Regions from separate parts of the Anser cygnoides genome. Here region 1 is linked to region 2. A link is a contact called in public Hi-C data. All regions are on one chromosome and are shown on one strand. The core of a region is the stretch at or near the end of the contact, and the rest is flanking DNA. Distances in the headings are between cores, read along the strand shown.

Evidence for each region. A called contact is a pair of places that touch in the nucleus more often than the background predicts.
Region 1: a Hi-C map of liver shows a contact between it and region 2, with 2.6 times the contacts expected there. The contact joins the promoter of GNMT here to the promoter of KLC4 in region 2. A contact is called at or near these places in 2 of 7 Hi-C or Micro-C datasets (both in liver).

What each region holds. Positions count from the first base shown.
Region 1 is chr3:14,435,075-14,438,417 of Taihu_goose_T2T_genome, forward strand. GNMT (glycine N-methyltransferase) reads right to left here and starts at 1,823. Exons shown (of 6, transcript XM_066993522.1): 1 at 1,513-1,823; 2 at 1,297-1,424; 3 at 1,085-1,198; 4 at 453-595; 5 at 170-291; 6 at 1-96. The coding sequence starts at 1,718.
Region 2 is chr3:14,171,428-14,174,325 of Taihu_goose_T2T_genome, forward strand. KLC4 (kinesin light chain 4) reads right to left here and starts at 1,317. Exons shown (of 17, transcript XM_066993497.1): 1 at 1,165-1,317; 2 at 115-262. It overlaps MRPL2 (mitochondrial ribosomal protein L2), which reads left to right and starts at 1,479. Exons shown (of 6, transcript XM_066993511.1): 1 at 1,479-1,765; 2 at 2,117-2,240; 3 at 2,334-2,449; 4 at 2,533-2,643; 5 at 2,875-2,898. The coding sequence starts at 1,519.

The sequences.
Region 1 (3,343 bases), core at 573-3,072, 260 kb after region 2:
CCCAGGACGCTGTGCTGGCACTTCCCCTGGAAGGCACCCTTCAGCAGCGCCGTGAAGGCCTCCAGCCGGTGCGGGTAGTATGAGAGCCGAAACTTGCTGCAAGGAGGCAACGGCGGTGAGGCCGGGGGCTCGGTGCCGGCCAGGAACCGCCCTCGCGGCCCCCTCTCACCTCAGCTCCGGGGAGGCCCCCGCCTCCGTCGGGGGGACCTGCACAGTGTAGTCCAGGGTCACCATGTGGGCCTTGTTGTTCACCAGCAGCACCGAGGTGGTGATGTCCTTGGTCAAGTCGCTCTGGGGAGCGCAGGAGGCCGGCTGTGTCCTGCGGGGACTCGGCTGCCCCCAGACCAGGCACAGCCCAGCTCCCCGGGCCCCTCGGGGACCTGGCGAAGGGGCTAGGGAATGGGGTTGGGGCAGAGGGGCCTGGGGTAGGGCAGGGTCCGGCAGCCGCCCACCTTGTAGTAGATGTTCTTGCCGGGCGGCGCGCAGCCCGTGGCCAGGATATGGTCGTAGTTGCGGTGGTCGATGACCAGGACGCCCCCGGGCCGCACCATGCTGGCGATGTTCCTCAGGGCCAGCTTGTGGTCGCTCTGGTCCCCTGCGGGGAGGGAACCGCAGCGTCCCCAGGCAGGGGCTGTGCCCTCGTATCCACAGGACCACCACCACCACCCCCCTCATTTCACCCACATACAAATCACTGCCCCCCCCCCCCCCCCCCCAGCTCTTAGCTCAGGGAACCCACAGCCCCACCCACGGTATGAGCTCAGGCACGTTCTCAGCCTCGCTGGGGCAGCGCAGGGAACCCACAGCCCCACTTGTGGCACGAGTCTGGGTGTGCCTTCAGCCTTGCCAGGGACGCGACACAGACGCACGCAGCCCCAGCACCCCCGGGGCCCGGTGGCCCCGCTCGTGCCACGAACTGGGGCACGTTCCCTGGCGACACGCTGCAACACAGCAATGCCACCTCGGGTAATCCACTCGTGGCATGAGTTAGGGAAAGTTCTCAGCCTCCTGGGAGGCTCTGTGTAGGGGTATATGTGGGTATGTGATACCCTCCCCGAGCCCTCCCAACCCTCCCTGGCCTCACCTTTGAAGTCAGGCAGGTGCGCGAAGGAGTTGCCCAGGCAGATGACGGCGTCGAACCCGTCCCCTGGCTTCTCCAGGTCCTTCTCCAGTGTGAGCCAGTTGGCCTCCTCGATGACTGCAGCGCAGGGGAAGGTATGAGGGCAGCGCCCCCCCTCCCCCAACACCCCCTGCCCGCAAGCTTCCCCCTCCCCCTCGCCCCAGCAAGCCCCGCACCCCATCGGTCGAAGGGCTCCTCCTTGCGCCGCTCCCAGCGCTCCTTCAGCGCGTACTTGAGCATCTTGTCGCTGGCGTCCACGCTGGTCACCTGGAAGCCCTCCTCCAGCAGCATGATGGAGTCCACCCTGGGGACACGGCTGTCAGGGGTGCTGAGGAGGGCTCGGGGGGAGGGGGCTGGGGAGGGAGGGAGCTCACCGGTGCGCGGTGCCTCACCCGGTGCCGCAGGCCACGTCGAGCACGGAGCGGCAGCGGTGCTGGCGGAGCAGCGCCAGGAGCCAGCTGCGGTACTCGGCCGTGCGGCTCCGCGTGTCCCCGATGTACAGCTGCCACACGCGGGCCGCCCGCCCGTCCGCGTACTGGTCCGGCAGCCCCTCCGCCGCCACCCCCAGCGACCGCGTCCGGTACACGCTGTCCACCATCTCCGCCGCCCGCTCCGGCCCCGACCCCGGCTCCGGCTCCGGCCCCGGCCCCGCTCCGGCCCCGGCCCCGCTCCGGCCCCGGCCCCGCTCCGGCCTCGGCCCCGCTCCCGGCGCGCCACTCCCCCGGGCGCGCCACTCCTCCCGGCGCGCCACTCCTTCGCCACGCCCCCCGCACTCCCCCCGCCGCCCGCCAATCCCCTGCCGCGCCCCTTCCCGCGCCACGCCCCCCGCCGCCCCTCTCGGCCAATCGGCGCCGCCCGCCCTCTTCCCGCCCTCCGGCTGCGCGCCACGGCCCGGCGGCGGCGGAGGGGGTCGGGGTCGACGCCTTCGTTGCAGCCGAGCGGGGCGGGGGCTCCGTCCCCGGGCTGCCAGCGGCTGGGGGGGGCTGAAGCGTGCGGGGGGTTAACTGTGGGTGAACCGAGGGGCCGGAAGCCGTGGGGAGAGCCAGGAGGAGCAAGGGAGGCGTACGGGGTGAGGGAGTGCTGGTGCGAAAACAGCACCGCTGAGGGTGTGCGTGACACGCACGAGGTCCTGCGGAAAGCACCGTGAAAAATCTCCTGCGGGCACAAGTGGAAAGTTACCGGGCCTCTGTGCCTAGGGTGCACAAAGAGCACACGTGGCCTAGTAAAGTCTGATTTCGATCCGGCACGTTGGAGGCTGTGCCTCTCCCCCTGCCCCAAAAGGCGCCCGGAGCACTTCGCTCACAGGTGGCGAACTTGGGTCGCTGAAAGGGGGCGAGTTCGTGCACGACTCATCGCCTTCTGCGGGATGGAGGTAAGCAGCCGAGGACTATGGGGAGCGAAACATCCCAGGAACAGAAAACGGTGTTAACTCTAATGGAAAACATTTTGATAAAAGCATGGGAAAATTATACCGGTCCTAGATCTCAGAATGCTGTTTGCGTGGGGGATGGACTCTAGTTCAATCTACAAGCCTGAGACCTGACACCAAATCGGGGTTAAACTCCAGGACTCAGTCAGGTGAGGTGACAGAACAGTGGTGGGCTGCTCACAGCATGGCGAACGATGTCTGATACCCTAAAACAACACACCCAGACACCTGGGGACAGGCGGGGGCTCCTGTGACCGTACACCATGAGCTTCTTGCAGTCGGTGTCTGAAACGCACGTCCTGGCGCCGCACGACTGTCAGACTACAGCATGAACACTTCCAACAGCCACTCGATTCATGGTGCGGTCTAGCCAACGGCGCCGGCTAGTGGGCCAACAAGCAGTTGAAAACCTAGGCTGACCAGCCCGTGATCTGTTATGTGGAGATGCTGGAAAGCCTACACAGTCTTCTGTCACCATGAAGCAAGGGCCGCAGGATTCTTTTATGCAATTTCTGGAGCGGCTGCTAGGTGCCCTTTACAGGTAAGTAGATCTTGCTGCAGCTCGGGAAGTTTTGTTGGAACAGCTGGCGGTTGAAAATGCTACTGCGGATTGCCAACGGATCTTAAAAACCCCGCGAAATCCTGCACTTACGGACACGATAGACGCGTCAGAAGGTGGACACCCAACCGCATCAGGTTAACCTTTTAATGTAGGCTTTTGCGGCTTTCCACGCCAGATCCTCCAAACGCTTTTACTGGGGGGAAACTGGTCACTTTAAAAGGAAATGCCCCCC
Region 2 (2,898 bases), core at 67-2,566:
CTTTCCGCCGGCTCTCCCCAAAACTGCAGTTCAAAGCGGCCCTTTGTTACGGGACGGCCGGGCGCCCTGCCCGTCCCAGTCACCAGAAGGGAATCTTCCGCCGAGGAGCGGTACCTGGATGCCTGCAGTGGCTTGTCCGGCGCTCCCGCCTGCCCCAGCGGTGCCGCGGAGGAGCAGTGGGCACGGCGGCGGTGGCGGCGACGCGGGGCTCCCACGGCGCTGCCCTCGGCTTCCAGCAGCAGCAGCAGCAGCGCCAACCACACTGCGGGGGGGAGGGGAGGAGATGCGGCCGGGCTCCAGGAACACCACGGCCCCACCGCTCCGCTGGCAGCGCCACGCACACCGACCCCACGGCTGCCACCGAGCTGCTGCTGGGGGGCTGCCCCCATCTGAGGGCTCGGGGCGGGGGGCTGATGCCGTTCCCTCCGGGCTCCCAGAAGCACATCCAAACATCGATCCTATGGCTTGGGGGGTTTGCATCCCTGTTCGTTATCGCCCTTACCTGCGTGGCGGCATCGCCCCACGGCCGACACCTCCCCGAAGCCCAGCTCATGGAGCCGCAGGGCTGCCCCCCGCAGCCGCCCAGGCCCTATTTCCATGCCCCGGCTGGCTCCGGGGACAGGCTCCCCGGCAGCCCTACGGCACCAGGCCTGGCTGGGAGCGAGGACGATCGCCACGGCCCTGCGGCCAACGGGGCTTCGCACAGGGCCTCGGCGGTGCGGCGGGGCACCACGGAGCACCCCGAAACGTATCGGGGCCGTGCTGGCCTGGGGGGCCCGCACCTGCCCAGGGGGGCTCCCTGGGGACAGCGGGGTCGGGGTGCCGCAGGGCGGGAGGCATGGGAAGGGGGCTTCGGGGGGGCACCCTATTTTGGGGAGGCACCCTATTCTTGGGAGGGGGGGCACCCTATTTTGGGGAGGCACCCTATTCTTGGGAGGACACCCTTATTTTGGGGAGGCCCCCTATTTTTTTGGGGACACCCCGTTTTTGTGGGGACACCCCCCTGCCCGCCCTGCCTGACCCCGGAGGGCAAAGCCACCGCAGCCTGCTGACAGGGCGGCCCCGGGGCCTACAGGCCTGGCGCCTCCCCGTGCCGCAGACCCGCCCCACCGGCCCTAAATCCCCCCCAAACCCCCCCGGACCCCCCCCCCGTCCCGCTCCTACCTGCTCGGCACAGGGCGGCGGAGACCGGTGCGAGGCAGCGGCGGCGGCGGCGGCACGGGGCGGGGCCCGGCCCAAATCCGCCCCCCCCTCTCCCCGCTTCTCCCCTCCCCTCCCCTCCCCCCCCGCTCAGCGGCGCGGCCCCTTTAAACGCAACATGGCCGCCGCCAGCCGCCACCGGCGCCCGCGCGCCCCCTCGCGCCAACACCGGGAGCGGAGCCACGCCCCCACCTGGCGCTTGGCCACGCCCCCTCCGCTTGGCCACACCCCCTCCCCGTGACCGCGCCCCCTCGCCCGTAGCCGCGACGCGCACGCGCAGTGGTAGCCCGGGACGGGGCGGGGGGGGCGGTGCGCAAGATGGCGGCCGCGGCGCTGTGCCGGGCCCTGGGGGCGCTCGCGCTGTCGGCTCCCCGCGCCGCTGTCGCCGCTGTCGCCGCCGCCCGGCCTGTCGCGATATCGCCGTCCGGCGGGGCCCTGGCGGCCGCCTGCCGCTGCCTGAGCGCCTCGGCGGCGCGCTGCACCACCGACCCCACGTGGAAGTGCCGCGTCAAGTACACGGTGCGGCCCGTGGGCATGAGGAAGACGGGGGGGCGCGACCACACAGGTGGGCACCGGGGGCTGAGGGGACCCGGGGGCTGAGTGGGCACCGGGGGGCTGAGGGGATCTGGGGGGGGGCACCGGGGCAGGGGGGGGACGCTGGGGGGCTGAGGTGACCTTGGGGACTGAGGGGACCCGGGGGGCTTAGGGGGCACCGGGGGCTGAGGGGAGCACCGGGGGGGCACCGGGGCTGGGGGCACCGGGGCTGGGGTGGGCACTGGGGGGCTGAGGGGACCCGGAGGGTGAGGGTGGCACCGGGGGGCTGAGAGGACCTGGGGGGGGCACTGGGGCTGGGGGGGGACCCGGGGAGCTGAGGGGACCCCGACCCGTGTGGAGCCACCCCCCCCCCATCCCACAGGTCGCATCCGTGTGCGGGGCATCGGCGGGGGCCACAAGCGGCGGTACCGCATGATCGACTTCCAGCGGCTGCGCTACGAGGAGGGCACCGAGAAGGTCATCGGCGTGCGATACGACCCGTGCAGGTGAGCGCCGGGCGCCGCGGGCGGGTCCTGCAGTGCGGTCGGCCCTGCTCTGACCGCCCGCCCGCGCCTTCCCCCCCCCCGCCCCCCCCGCAGGTCGGCCGACATCGCGCTGGTGGCCGGCGGCAACCGGAAGCGCTGGATCATCGCCACGGAGAACATGCAGCCGGGGGATATCATCAAGAACTCGTCCCGCATCAGCAGGATGGCAGGTGCACGCCCCGGGGCTGCGTGCCCGCCCTGCTGGGGGCCCGCTGGCCGCTCCGTGCCACGCTCACCGGGTTGTCCCCCGCAGTGTCGGCCAACGAAGGGGACGCCTACCCGCTGGGGGCCCTGCCCGTGGGCACGCTGATCTGCAACCTGGAGAGCCACCCCGGCAAGGGAGCGCAGTACATCCGCGCGGCCGGTGCGTCTGCGCGGGGGCACCCGCTGGCTGTCCTCTCCTCTCCCCAAAGCCGTGCCCTGTAGGGGTGGGGACAGCTGCGTGACGCTGCCTCCCGAGGGTGTCCCTGAGGGTCTGTCCTCCGGAGGAGGTGCTGCATGAGGGGCACGGGTGTTTGGGGGCGTGCTCCCCGTGGTGGTTTGGGACAAAGTCCTGCCGCTCAGCACAGCTCCCTCCTCCTCTCGCCCGCTGCAGGGACTTGTGGGGTGCTGCTGCGGA